2 separate regions of the Zea mays genome follow, and region 1 is linked to region 2. A link is a contact called in public Hi-C data. All regions are on one chromosome and are shown on one strand. Each heading gives the region's core, a stretch centred on a gene start, on an enhancer-like site or on the middle of the called end of the contact. The rest is flanking DNA. Distances are from core to core; before and after follow the strand shown. Region 1 holds the start of LOC100273360 (GDT1-like protein 3). Region 2 holds the start of LOC103642764.

The links. Hi-C and Micro-C count contacts between places; a contact is called where the count stands out from the background.
Region 1: a Hi-C map of leaf shows a contact between it and region 2, with 8 times the contacts expected there. The contact joins the promoter of LOC100273360 here to the promoter of LOC103642764 in region 2. A contact is called at or near these places in 5 of 25 Hi-C or Micro-C datasets (bundle sheath, ear, endosperm and 2 more).

What each region holds. Positions count from the first base shown.
Region 1 is chr1:197,589,812-197,597,031 of Zm-B73-REFERENCE-NAM-5.0, forward strand. LOC100273360 (GDT1-like protein 3) reads right to left here and starts at 2,102. Exons shown (of 9, transcript NM_001147799.1): 1 at 1,898-2,102; 2 at 1,723-1,788; 3 at 1,518-1,625; 4 at 1,288-1,386; 5 at 1,097-1,169; 6 at 1-37. The coding sequence starts at 1,984. LOC100277175 reads right to left here and starts at 6,615. Exons shown (of 3, transcript NM_001346288.1): 1 at 6,255-6,615; 2 at 4,810-4,904; 3 at 3,369-3,599. The coding sequence starts at 6,416. The coding sequence ends at 3,551.
Region 2 is chr1:197,373,506-197,380,559 of Zm-B73-REFERENCE-NAM-5.0, forward strand. It overlaps LOC103642764, which reads left to right and starts at 4,370. Exons shown (of 1, transcript NM_001368297.1): 1 at 4,370-7,054. The coding sequence starts at 4,476. It overlaps LOC100194223, which reads left to right. Exons shown (of 6, transcript NM_001139264.1): 2 at 1,814-1,881; 3 at 1,981-2,276; 4 at 2,725-2,799; 5 at 2,889-2,951; 6 at 3,747-4,103. The coding sequence ends at 3,827.

The sequences.
Region 1 (7,220 bases), core at 852-3,351, 210 kb after region 2:
ATGTACAGGAGCCGTAGCCCAAAAAATGCATAGAGGACTGAAGCACAAAACAACAAAAGAGAAGATATCAGATTGCGCTGCTACTCGTAAATGCTATAGAACTGATATGACATCAAGATTGTTACAATATCTTAAGAATCACAAGTTTCAGAATATTCATGTCCAAATGGTACATATACATCGATAAGACCTTGGAAGGCCATTAGTTGCACAAACAAGCAGCAAATGTCCTTTCTTGGCCCAAGTTACTAAAATTTGGATTTTTCTTATGATTACTGTCATTGGACGAAGCAGCCTCTCCGCATTTGTGACAGGAAGGCTTGCATCGGTTTACCCTTTCCTCATATTCCATTCATGTGGGAGCCTCCGACAATAGATCTGCCCTTTTTATTACTGTCCTTGGGTAATGGAACAATCTAGCAAATGATTGCACCCACTACAATTATATACAAGCATTGACTTTGAAGCATACATATCTACTCCCTCCGTCCCACTATATAAGGCATAATCACCTCTAATTCAAAGACTAACAAATGTATTTAATTCTCTCTATACTACTACATCGATGTATGCATATATATAGAGAGCACGCCTTAGGGCGTCTGCAATAGCTGTCTCAAATAGCTAGCTGATGTGGAGCTGAGATAAGAATAAAAATAGTAATTTATCTTACCACTAGTACATGGCCCCACACGTAATACACTCAGTTTCTTAGAATACGTGAAATCTCCTATCTATTTGCTCGTCGCTAGCTATTCTTGTTTTCCCTGCATTTTTCTATCCACATAAGAAAGAGAGTGAATCTAGCCAGTGAAATAGCTAGCCATTGGAGTCGCCCTTATATTATGGGACTAGAATAAAAAGTGTAGCACCTAAACTCTGATCTGATTAGATGCAGATATGTCACATCTAGTGTACCACTTCAGCTACTTGAAGGTCAAGTAGTCATCGGTGTTAGTGGTTAATATGTTTATCAGTGCTTCAATTGGGGCCATCCATCTGTTACCCTGATTTGATCCCCAACCACTAGGATCTCTAAACATTGGATCACCTTTATCAATAGTACACAATAAGGTGACATTCAGATAAGCCATACCTGTCGCCGCGCTGTTAGTGTGCTTCCTCGATATCAAATTCGGAACAATCCTGCCTAGTCCAGTAGACAGCACCTAAGAATGCAACACCACGGAGGCACAGAAGGATCAGTCATACTAGCAAGTACTAGCAGCTTCGTTTTTCTTCCCCCAAACAGAGCTGCCAAAAGCTTCAGTGGAGCATGTAACCTACCGTCATAACTACAAGCGCCGACAGTGCGCCCGAGAGCACCGTCGACTTGGGGTGCCGCATCGCCATCAGCGCCGCGATGATGAACGTCTCATCGCCAATCTTCACCCCGGAGATGACACACAGACATTCAGAGATAGGTTATGATTTACCAAGGCTTGGAGGGCGCGTATATACGCGCGGCAGAAGCAAACACACGAACTGCGGGTGGCCCGGAAGGCCGGTAGCCACACCTCGCTGACGACGATCATGGACAGGCTGGCGAAGAAGGCGTCGAGGAGCCCCAGCCCCGTGTCGTGCGCCCCGGCCGCGGCCCCGCGCACCGTGTGGTGGAGGAACATCTGGGAAGCAGAGCACACGGGAGGCGCGTTCAGTGACAGAGCAACCTAGTCCTCTCTCATACAGTCAAGTCAGAGCCGAGGCACGCAGCGTGCTCACCTTGGTGCGGCGGTCCAGGCGGTCGGCGCCGACGCCAGTGCCATTCCCGGCAGCGCCATTAGCATCCTGACAGCAGAAACGCAGAGAGCCGGAGCGTGAGACCGCCGGAGCCGAGCCTTGCTGGACTCCAGGGAAACGGGCGAAGCACGTGGGACGCGGTTGGAAACGCTCTCACCTGGTCGGCGGCGGAGACGGGGGCGGGGACGGAGAGGGCGAGGAGGAGGACAAGTGCGGCGGCGGCGGCGACGGCGCGTATATGCATCGCAGCGGAGCGGAAGGCGACGCTAGATCCGCGCGTGCAGCAGTCTGGGCGGGGAGCTGTCGGCGCGGCGGGACAGGACGGTGCCGGGATCTCGGAGGAGAGGAGAGCAGCGGGGGCAGCCAGCCGGGCGACCCGCGTGCGCTCGGGATGGCCGAGGAGTTAAAAAGGAACGGAAAAGAGGGGTCCAGCCCAACCCAAACCCAAGGTGGACCTGCGGCTGATCAGCGCGTGGCCCCTGCCCGTTCCGCGTTTCCTTCCCGGATCCCGTGCCGTTCGTTGTCCAGCCTGCAAACCGACGGCCCGACGCGCCGATTGGCGATTGCACTCAGCCTCCACTTCTCTCTCTTCTTGTAGGTAAAAATTTCAGCCTCGGTTTAGGATTTAGGAACACGAGAGCCCTTGACGAAGAAAAAGCGTAGAATTCCGGTGCCTCGTCGAGCACTTGAATTGAGTTGGGGTACGCCAACCCCTGCCGAACTTGCTACTCTACGGATTCTTTCTCCTTTATTTCTGCACCACTCTGACGTCTCCGTTAGGTCAGATATCACGTAGCGACGTTGACGCACGTGAGCACCAGCGACGAATCCGGGTCCGGCGATGGTCGCTCCCAAGTCCCAAGCTACCGCAACGTCAACGAGAAAAGACTTGGGTATTTGGGCACGTCTTTGCTCCTGCTTGGAGTGCGAAATGGATCCCCCAAACTATGCTGATCCGTCGATCCCGTGCCAAAAAAACGGCATTTTGATTTCCCGCACAGCATCCTTTGTCCCAGCAACTGACTTGACTGATAAAAGGACACGGCGAACCAGCTCCTACCGTGTCCGAAGGAATCACATGTAGATATAACTCAACCAAAGAGGCTGTCATACAAAGGTACAACACACTATAATACACCTCTTTATCCTTGCAATTGACTTGGCTAAATAAAGAGATGTTTGTTTGGGATTATAATTTGTCTAGATTATATAATCCAACAAATTTTGAACGAACATTCGTTCAAAATTTGTTGGATTATATAATCTGAGCAGAATATAATCCCAAACAAATACCCCTAAGAATACTCTGCAAACAAAGTTACAAAGACACGGCAAAACAGCTCCAGTTCTTACCGTGCCCGAAGGAATCACATTCACGTGATTTTTCAACTACAGAGTCTGTCATGAAAAAGCACAAAAATCTGTAATCTGGAAATAACCTCTGAAGTCATACCGCAGTGACCTTGTCTTCCAGCAAGCATTATCTGTCAACTATTACAAACACTGGATGCCACTTAGAACTGCACTTATATCATATGATCATCTCGCCGAGCTCATTGGACTTCACAACACATAAACAGCGTGAACGATAACTGCCGGCATTAGCCTCAGTATCACACATACCAATATTAAAATGACTAGCTAAATATATTCATCGTCACCGAAGAGAATCCTCTAACTAATCATAAAACATGCTCCTGATAACAGGGCTTCAAAGAGTACTTGCAACACAACTCAAAGAAAAGACCAGGCTAGTAGGCTACAACTTATACACATATGTAGTTCTGTACTCCCTAAGGCCAGGGGTTATCTAGATCAGGCTTCTTGACAAATAGCTGATTGTATTGAGGCTGTGACATCTGCAGCAAAATTCATCCAACAATAGGTGTAAGGCATGAATCCCAAAATACCAGATAAAACAACCTGCAAAATCATACTGCATTCCTCCGTATTGAGGTAACAAAATCACATAAGAACACGATTTCCTACTGAGCCATGCCAATGTAATAGGCCAATAGCTAGGCCTCAAAACCGAATAATCTGGGTGACCAAACCATGAAAATAAACATGACGATTATATCTACATTCCAAGTGCTGTCTTGTACTAAAAGAACATAACTCATATGCCAGGAAGTCCTACCGTGGACAAAAATACTACATTCTACCTGTTCTGAAGAAATGGATCCTACCACCTACCGGACATTCAATAACACTGAAATTTCCTGATTTGTGTGGAGGAGAATATTTGCTTTCAGCAGTGGCAGAGGACAAAATAATAATGAGGCATGACTGAAAAAGGACAAAAAAAGAGAAAAACATGATGCAACACGTAGAACCACGTAGTAGGACTTGAACCTAGAACCTGTTAATCGCAAGCAGTATGAACTTACCACTACACCAAACATGATTTTTAGGTATGGCTCTAGCCATAGTTGACCATAGCGGGTGCTCCGCCACAGGCTTTCAGTAAGCTACTATAGGTTCTATGATGTAGGCTGGTTTCTCAATAATCACTTCAAGGTAATAGCTAGGTCTTTGAATCAAATTATGTGGATGGCCGCATCACATCAATGCATAAAACTAGTGGTTTCTGCCAAAACACAAACAATTCATGAACGCAGGTGGACCCACGTGTCATTACACCAAGTCTCTACATAATAGGGGTGCAAACATTTTCAGTCACGAATTTCCAATTGTATAATATATCTACCCTGCTGATAAAGCACCACCGATGTTTCCATTGTGACATCTACCCAGAAAAACCTTCCCCTCTGATACAGCCTCCTCTCTACTCACACCAAAAAATGTACCCAAAAAACACAGCATACAAATGAACCATCTAGATGCCTTCTGAGGCCCTGTTTGTTTCGGATTATAATCTACCCAAATTATATAATCTGACGTAAATAATCTGGCAGGTAAACAAACACCTAGATTATAGGTCCAGATTATATAATCTAAAGCCCAGATTATGATAATTTCATAATCTCGTCAAGAGGAGCTTATTTGGGATTATTTTTGGTAGAAGACCCACTATATGTTCACAAAATTACAAAGTCTGTCATTCACCTTTCCCAAATCGGACGTACAGTTATCTTCAAATCGCACGTACAAGCGTCTCCTTCTCCCACCGTGCAGCGTTCTTCTCTCCTACAGATTATAATCTACGCAACCAAACAACTATCTACAGATTATAATCTGTACAAATTATAATCTACATTATATATAATCTATAAACTGAAACAAACAGCTCTGAGTCCTCTCTCATTACTCACTCAAATCTAACGGACACGGTCCTCTGTATCCTCCTCCTCAGCCCCTACCATCTCCCACGTCCGACTTCTCATGTCCCCAACACACAACTCCAACTCCTCTCCCCACCCAGCACCATCGTGTCACGCACCCTGATCCTGCCCTGTGGCCAGCATGTGCTGAGGTAAGTTCTTTTTTTACAGTTTTGTAATACATTAAAAGCTTGTTTTTTATGCAAAGCTACATGGTGATATAGACACAAACAACTTCTGAATTTCTTCGCAAAGCCACTGCAGGCCTGGCACTACCTAATACTATCGCACAACATGTCCAGCAAGTCCTAATACAATGGCCTCAAGAAGTCCTAATTAGCAAGTTATATGGATAAATTTTGCAATTAGCGAGTTATTTAAACAACGAATGTACACCAAATAATCATTTTTCAATTGTCATACTTCTTATTATTTGTTTTTGTTGGACTGCAGATTTCAGGGTCAACCGGGCAAGTGATATATGGGCAGTGGCTGACTGGTAGTAGCTCAAAATATAATTTCCTTTTTGTTTGCCATAAATTAGAACTAAAGGTATTGAGCTTTGGAGGAAGAAGTCTTGAAGGGGCTGTTATAGGAGAAACCAACAAACATGTAACTGTATCATGTTATGAACTTACTTCTGTTAATTTGAGCTACACACTTTAGTACTTTACTGAGTCATTCATTTATGCTGGACAAAACTCTTTCCTTGTTGGTATATTGATTTTTTATGCATACCAATTGATTACTTTTTTATAATGATATCAATTAAAAAAATCATCACTGGAGTCAGATCATGTTTTTATATTGTCAAGATTGTTTTGCCGCCATCATTTGCATGGATAATGTTTTTTTCTTACCTGAAACAGTTATATTTCCTTTTTCGGCAGTTCAATTTTGTTGTTTTGGTTTGCTTCTATTTCGGTTCTAAATTGCATACACACGAATGTTGTCATAGGCTCTTAGCATTAGCACGGGCAGTATGCCATTATACTAGCTTGACATAGTTTGAAGATCTAACGTTGATGAAAACACCACCATTGTAGCCAATTATTACTCTAACTAGGGGAAATTCTAATCTCTCCCGATGGATCCTTCAACCAATCGAGGCCACATGTTACAAAACTGAGCAAACGCGTCATGCGTACTCGATCCTGTCCCAATCCCAACGAAGCCGAAAAGCTCAGCCGCTCAGGGGAGAGAAACGCGGGGCTGGTGTGGGGTGCTTACGAGGTCCTTGAAGAGAAAGAAGGCGATGAGGAAGAAGAGGACGAAGAAGATCTCGAACTCGGCGAGGCGGACGAAGCGGAACGCCCTGTTGACGGCTCTCGTGAGGAGCACCGGGTCATCCTCCCTCCTCCCGGCCCCGACCCCGCCCCGCTGCTGCCGCATCTCTCCCGATCGATGGACCGGCAGCGGATTCCTCCACTGCTACCACCGGGTCCGAGACGGATCGGCCTGACCGGATCTGCAGCCGTCCGGCGAGAGGGAGTCGGGGGCGGAGCGGAGGTACCGGATCCCCGGCCGTTCGACGGCGTGGGCTGTCGGCCTGTGGCTGAGGGAAGGTCCCGATCCGCGATCGCCAAACTGTGAGAAAATTAGATTTATACCGTACCATTATAAAAACTGGGTTTCGCCGAATGTAATTATGTAAACGGGCGCTAATCCACTATTTTCAAACATTGTCTTACAGATGAAATATTATTTAGGTGTTATTTAAAATATAAACTTATTTTATTACTAGATAGGTGTCTGTGCGTTGCAACGGCATCCAATCAAACCTATATTAATCTTTCAATTATTCATACTTGCCACATAAGTTAAAAAATAGTGTAAAACATAGATATGAAATAACAAATATCAATATGATATGTAAAATCTGTGTGACAATATAAATATATAATATTATTATAAATACGTCAACTCAAATAAAATCAATTGATGTCGAACAAACATTACAATATCGTATATATTATTTCTAAAGAATCAACATAGAATTACAGAAACATATAATATCATGGTAATTTATGTATACGGAGTACAATTCCAACTTTCTAAAGCTTATGTGGTGCTTCAAGGTGTCGGTCGAAGAGTGGTCCCTCTTGAGAGTGACATTAAGTTGCTCAAGCAAACCAGTTGTGGTGAGCAATGGTGCCGCTAGGAGAGATTCAACCTACTCGTCATTGATGAGGCATC
Region 2 (7,054 bases), core at 3,120-5,619:
CCCTCTCCCTCGCCCTCTCCTGGAACTGGGCGATCCATCAGCTCGACGTCAAGAACGCCTTCCTCCATGGCACTTTGTTGGAGACTGTCTACTGCTGGCGCCCACCGGCTTCGTCGACGCCGCTCACCCGGATCTGGTCTGTCGGCTGAATCGCTCCCTCTACGGCCTCAAGCAGGCGCTGCGAGCCTGGTACAGCCGCTTCGCCTCCTACTTAGCCTCCATCGGCTTCGTCGAGGCCAAGTCGGATACGTCACTCTTCATCTACCGACGGGGCGAGGACACCGTCTACCTCCTCCTCTATGTCGACGATATTGTCCTCACGACATCCACCGCCGATCTCCTACAACGCACGATCATCGCCCTCCAACGGGAGTTTGCGATGAAGGACTTGGGGCCCCTGCATCACTTCCTCGGCATTACCGCCGAACGTCGGCCCCAGGGTCTATTTCTGCACCAGCGCCAGTACGCCATCGACATCCTGGAGCGGGCTGGCATGTACGACTGCAAGCCCTGCTCCACGCCTGTCGATACTCAGGCAAGCTCTCTGAGGACGACGGGCCCCCGGTCGCCGACGCGACGTCTTACCGGAGCTTGACCGGCGCGCTTCAGTACCCCACTTTCTCCCGGCCCGACATCGCCTACGTCGTTCAGCAGGTGTGCCTTCATATGCACACCCCAAGGGAGCCCCACCTCACCACTCTCAAGCGGATCCTGCACTACCTCCGCGGCTACCTCGACTACGGTCTGCTCCTCCGACTATTCCCGACGTCGGAGCTCGTGGTCTACACCGACGCTGACTGGGCCGGCTGCCCCGACACGCGCCGGTCCACTTCCGGCTATGCCGTATTCCTGGGTGCCAACCTCGTCTCATGGGCCGCTAAGCGGCAGCTCGTCATCTCCCGCTCCAGCGCAGAGGCCGAGTGCCGCGCTGTGGCCAACGACGTGGCGGAGGCCTCGTGGATGCGCCAGCTCCTCCACGAGCTCCACAGCCCCCTTCAGCGCGCCACCCTCGCCAGCGTCGTCTACCTCTCCACCAATCCCGTGTAGCATCAGCGCACGAAACATGTGGAGATCGACCTGCACTTTGTCCGCGAGCGTGTCGCTGTAGGTGACGTTCGGGTTCTCAGCGTCCCCACCACGCTGCAGTTCGCCGACATCTTCACCAAGAGGTTACCGACGAGTGTATTCCTAGACTTTCGGTCCAGTCTCAACATCTGTACAGGTTAGAGTTGCGACTGCCGGGGGGGGTGTTAGAATACCTATTAGGGTTTGGGGCTTCCCCTTTGTAATTCCCCTCTCGCCCCCTTGTAATGGGCCTGGCCCAACTATCCCAAGTCTATTAATATATCATCACCCAACCCTATCCTAGGGTGAGTTTGTTGCAAGAGTAGAGGATGGCTTTCAGGAGTCACTACACATTACAAGAGATGTTGTGGCAGACTGCCAGGTTAAACCAAGAACCGGAAGATTCCACCCAGAACAGCTGGAACAATCGGGAAAATGGCCAGAGTTCTGGCCGGTACAGGATACTGCTTTGGCCGTGTCAGTCTCTTCACTGTTACGTAGCATTCCAGCCATTCTGGCTGGTACCGGAACAGTATGTACATGCATGGTCCAAACAGGCTCTTGTACACCGACTGTAACTTCTTATTGCAGCCTTAACCATGCAATGCTTTGACTGACTGTTGCGTTTTACTTTCCGAGAATTACGAATGCTGATGTGATCGTTTAAGTCAGATATCTCATGTTATTAAGAAGGAGAATAATCTTATTGTTATTGTTTATATATATCATCTCTGCCGGGATTTTTCAGGTTTTGCCAGGATGATGGGACATGGAGACGTGAGCTTTATAAGGATTCTAGAGGAACTCAGACTTCATGTAAGGGCCATTGTTCGAATAATTCTGAACATGCCTTTATTCCTGCTTTCCTTCTGATAATTTACCATTAGGTTGTTGCTTCTACTGTGTATGTTTTAGCTGAACCTACTTCCAGAAATCTGGAATCGAACAAAAAATCCCAAGTGCAGCAAAAGGTTGTGAAGAAATTACCAGTTTCAGATCTTCGTGGAAAGTTATCTGGTGTCGCGAGCCAGCGCCCTCAACTTAGCAGTACTGTTCAGGTCCCAAAACCTGTAAAAGAGGTTATTAAGAGCAACAAACCTGTTCAAAAGAGAGACCCCGCTCCAACTACTGCCCCTCCTGACATCAAGAAACCCAGTGCACCTGCACCTGTACCAGCACCATCTGCATTACCAAAGCAATCCCAGAACAAGGTGAGATGGTTGAGGATCTATGTTGTGTTTTCCTACAAGATTGTATCCTGATCGGTTATTGTGGTTCCACTATTTGTTCTTCTGGAATGGGAAACATTGTACCATCATTTTTCTTATTTTCCATTTGCTGTGGTGCTGTCCTGTGAATATAATGGACTACATGACCATTTGATGTTGGAGTCCCTTTGATGTTTGTACAACCTTTGGTTCTAAATTTGATCTAGTGCATGGTTAATCTTCTAGACCTTTAGCATGTTCGAATTCCTAAGGAAATTTCGATCTAGTGCATGATTAATCTTCTAGCTCTTTAGCATGTTTGAATTCCAAAGTTTCATTTGTCTAGTCCCTTGCTGGCACTGTTGTGTCTAAATTCCTGAATGGAATTTGGTCTTCATAAACATTCAATTCAATGCTGTAATAAATTGTTCCCTTTCTTCGATATGTGCAGATTGATGCTTCGCTTGACAGTTTACTGAAGTCTCTTGATCTAGAGAAGTATTTGATAAATTTCCAGGCTGAAGAGGCACGTTCGATATATGTTGCAATTTTGTATTGTGGGTGTGACTGGTGAGTGGTGACCTTAAATATTGTTAATGGATATTCATCTTTCAGGTTGATATGAAAGCATTGGTTTACATGAATGAAGAAGATATGAAGTCTTTAGGAATTCCAATGGTACTGCAAGGACTTTGCCTTTTTCTTTCCCCAAGTTGGTTAGCATGCTTATCTCTGCTTAAACAAGAGACCTCTGGGTTGAAGCAATATGTATATATTTAAGGTGGTAGAATTTGATCAGACCGCCACTTATCCATACTTTTAGTCCCAGTTTGGCTAACGAGAAGTAACTTTGATTGGCAAACGGGATTAGAATGACCTGATTAGTTGGCGCTGTGCGTTTTCTCTGCGGTTGTCATAAATTTAAACCAGATGCTCTAAAGAGAAAACATATTCCCTTCGGTTGAAATTATTAGTTCACTTTGGCTTTGGGCTAAGTCAAACTTATTTAACTTTGGCCAAGTTTTTTTGAAAAATATATTATTACCCACAATTTCAAAATTAATGCACTATGATAACATATTTCATGAAGGATTGAATGAAACTACCTTGGTGTTGTAGATACTGGTGCACTTTTTTAAAGCCTTGGGTCAAAGTTAGAGAAGTTTATCTTAGAACAAAACCAAAGTGAGCTATAATTTGGAATGTAGGAAGTAGGCACTAAAGATATGTCCAGTCAGTGTTTCAGCTAAGCCCCACATTCATAGTACATCCAGCTATTGCCGCGTCAATGGAAAATATTGATTTCTCTTTGTGATATGCATCCCTTATTTGCACAGCTGAAAAATGGAAGCAATGTCCATTATGTTCTGGTTCCATCTCTGATTGCATTATTACCCAGCGATCATTTGATTCCAATCTACTTAGGATTGATGGATTATTGTGGATATTCTTTCATTTGTTTCATGTTTACAGGGTCCCAGGAAAAAGATACTATCAGCATTGGCTCACAGAAAGAACAAGTCTTCGAAGTCATTGCCTACCAGTACCAGTTGAGGCATCTTTAAGCTTGTGTGGTAGCTAGACAACTTGTTGATCTTGGATATGTGCAAGTGCATCATCGACCTGCAGAGTTAACTCCACTGACGAGCAAGATTCCTATCCATCAAGGCTGATGCGGTGTATAAGTAGAGAACTCCGTGATGTTGGTAGTTGAAGGCAACCAACTGATTGTTGATGTCCCTCCTATTCTGTGATCTCCGGAATATTTGTTGATCATTGGGTGTTAATTCATGATGATGCCTTGGGGATTGTTTCCCCTTGTCCGGCAAACCCAATTCTTGCTTCTTGCGTCTCACCGTCTGCATATCCATCCAAAAAGAATTGAGTTCACAGAGAAATGCTTGAGTTTAACTAAGTTCACAGAAAAATAACAGGCAACATTTATGTCTCCAAACAGGTTTAATATGAAAATATAGTATATGATTATTTTCATCTTCTCTTTGTTTTATTTTATAAAATGTATTTGTTGTCGGCTATTTTATTGTTGAACTAAAACGTGATAATGACAACGGGATAGAGTCGTCTCCAAAAGAGGAGATAATTTTCCTTTGATTTGGGGATAACTCGAGGAAGGCAGCTGGTCCATCGCCGGCGGACTGGTCGGCTTCCTGTGCGGCTGTGCCTCTCTCGTCCCTGTTTCTTATGTCTCTCTCACGTTGTAGTCACGTGCGTGCGTACGAGCGAGGGTGTTTCGTTTTGGATCGTTTTGCAGCGGCCCGTCTCGGACGCCGACGCGCAACACGGACAGATCCACCACATATATCTCTGGCCTGTGGGCCGCCTTTTGACACCTGCAGGCCGAGCACCGCACCGCCTTCCTTCCACCGTTCCGTCCGTCCCGTCCTTCCCCGTTCCTGTGCAGCACAAGCACCGACCCTGCCGTGCGCCCAACCCCGTGCGCCGCGCATGGCTATGGCGGCGGCGACCGGCGCAGGCGCGGTGGGCGAGGGGATGCGTCGGCTCACGCAGCTCTCGCTTGTCTCCAAGGTCTGCTCGGAGCTGGAGTCCCACCTCGGCGTCGCGGACCGCGTCCTCGCCGAGTTCGTCGTCGAACTAGGCCGCGCCTCCGCCTCCGCCGCCGCCTTCGCCGCCGCGCTCAGGGACCACGGCGCCGAGCTGCCGGACTACCTCGTCCGCTCCCTCCACGCCGTCATCACCGCCATCCCGGACAGCGCCCCCGCTCCCCCCGCCTCACGTGGCGCTGGTGCCCGGGGGCGCGTGGACAAGGCGGCGGGAGAGGACGAGGACCAGGAGCCGGGGCTGCACCAGGTGCGCCGGGGGAGGGTCACCCGGGTGGCCAACGCCGGATGCTTCGTTCGCCTCGACGGCGGACGCGAGGGGCTCGTGCACGTCTCCCAGATGCCCGCCCGCGGCCGCGGCCGCGCCGGCGCTACCGTCACGCTCGGCCAGGAAGTTTTCGTCAAGGTCGTCTCGGTGGACGGCGCCAAGCTGGGGCTGTCGATGCTAGACATCGATCAGGATACCGAGAGGGGTCTCCATCCGATGCGGCGTCCGCACCCTGCGGAGGAGGACGCGCCGAGGGCAAATCCGCCAGCTGATCGCCCCAGACCCGCCGGGAGGAAGAAGGGGGTTTCTGGGATTTTCGTTTCCGATGAGGACGACGACGACAAGGCTGGTCCTCCGACGCGCAGACCAACTAGGCGGATGACCTCGCCGGAGAGGTGGGAGGTAAAGCAGCTGATCGCGGCGGGGGTGTTAGATGCCAAGAACTACCCGGTGTTGGATGAGGATGAGGAGGGGATGCTTTATCAGGAGGAAGAAGTGGAGGAGCTTGAGATTGAACTCAATCAGGATGAGCCCCCTTTCTTGTGGGGAAAAGGGCGATCCTCATCTGACATGTCTCCAGTGAGGATTTCCATGAATCCTGAGGGGTCGATGAGCCGTGCGGCAGCGCTACAATCCGCACTTACTAAGGAGAGGCGTGATATTCGCACACAAGAGCAAAGAGGAATGGTTGATGCGATCCCCAAGGACCTTAACCGGTCATGGGAGGATCCCATTTCAAGTGGACGGTATCTGATGCAGGAGCTGATGGGCACAGGACTATCAGCGCAGAGTGTGCCGGAATGGAAGATGACATATGGGAAGGCCGGAACATATGGGCAGAAGTCGAGGCTTTCGATCCAGGAGCAGAGACAAAGCCTTCCAATATTCAGGCTGAAAAAGGAGCTGATCAGTGCTGTTAATGACAACCAAGTTTTGGTGGTTATCGGTGAGACTGGCTCTGGGAAAACAACCCAGGTTACACAATACCTTGCTGAGGCAGGGTATACTACAAGGGGAAAGATTGCATGTACTCAACCTCGCAGGGTTGCTGCAGAGTCAATTGCAAAGCGAGTAGCAGAGGAGGTTGGCTGTCGAGTGGGTGAGGAAGTTGGTTATTCTATACGCTTTGATGACTGCACAGGGCCTGAAACCGTCATCAAGTACATGACAGACGGCATGCTCCTCCGAGAGATTTTGGTGGATGGAGACCTGTCTTCTTATTCAGTGGTCATGCTTGATGAGGCACATGAGAGAACCATCTACACAGACATTCTCTTCAGCTTGCTAAAGCAGCTAATTAAGCGGAGAAATGATCTCAAGTTAATAGTCACTTCAGCCACTCTTGATGCGGAGAAGTTCTCTGGTTATTTTTTTGATTGCAATATCTTCACGATTCCTGGAAGAACGTTTCCAGTTGAGATACTACATACAAAACAGGCAGAGAGTGACTACATGGATGCTGCACTGATCACGGTATTGCAGATCCATCTGACCGAGCCCGAAGGAGATATCCTATTGTTCCTGACTGGCCAGGAAGAGATTGATCATGCTTGCGAGCGTCTCCATGAGAGGATGAAGGCATTCGGTGGGGACATACCAGAGCTTATAATTTGTCCTGTGTACAGTGCTCTTCCTACTGAAGTTCAGTCAAAGATATTCGAACCGGCTCCTCCTTGTAAGAGGAAGGTGGTCGTGGCCACCAACATAGCAGAAGCATCTATTACCATAGATGGGATTTACTATGTTGTTGACCCTGGCTTCGCAAAGCTAAATGTCTATAACCCAAAACTAGGGTTAGATTCACTGGTTATCACTCCGATCTCTCAGGCGTCAGCTAAGCAAAGAGCAGGGCGTGCTGGACGCACAGGTCCAGGTAAATGTTACCGCCTGTACACTGAGAGTGCCTTTCGCAATGAAATGCCACCAACAACGAT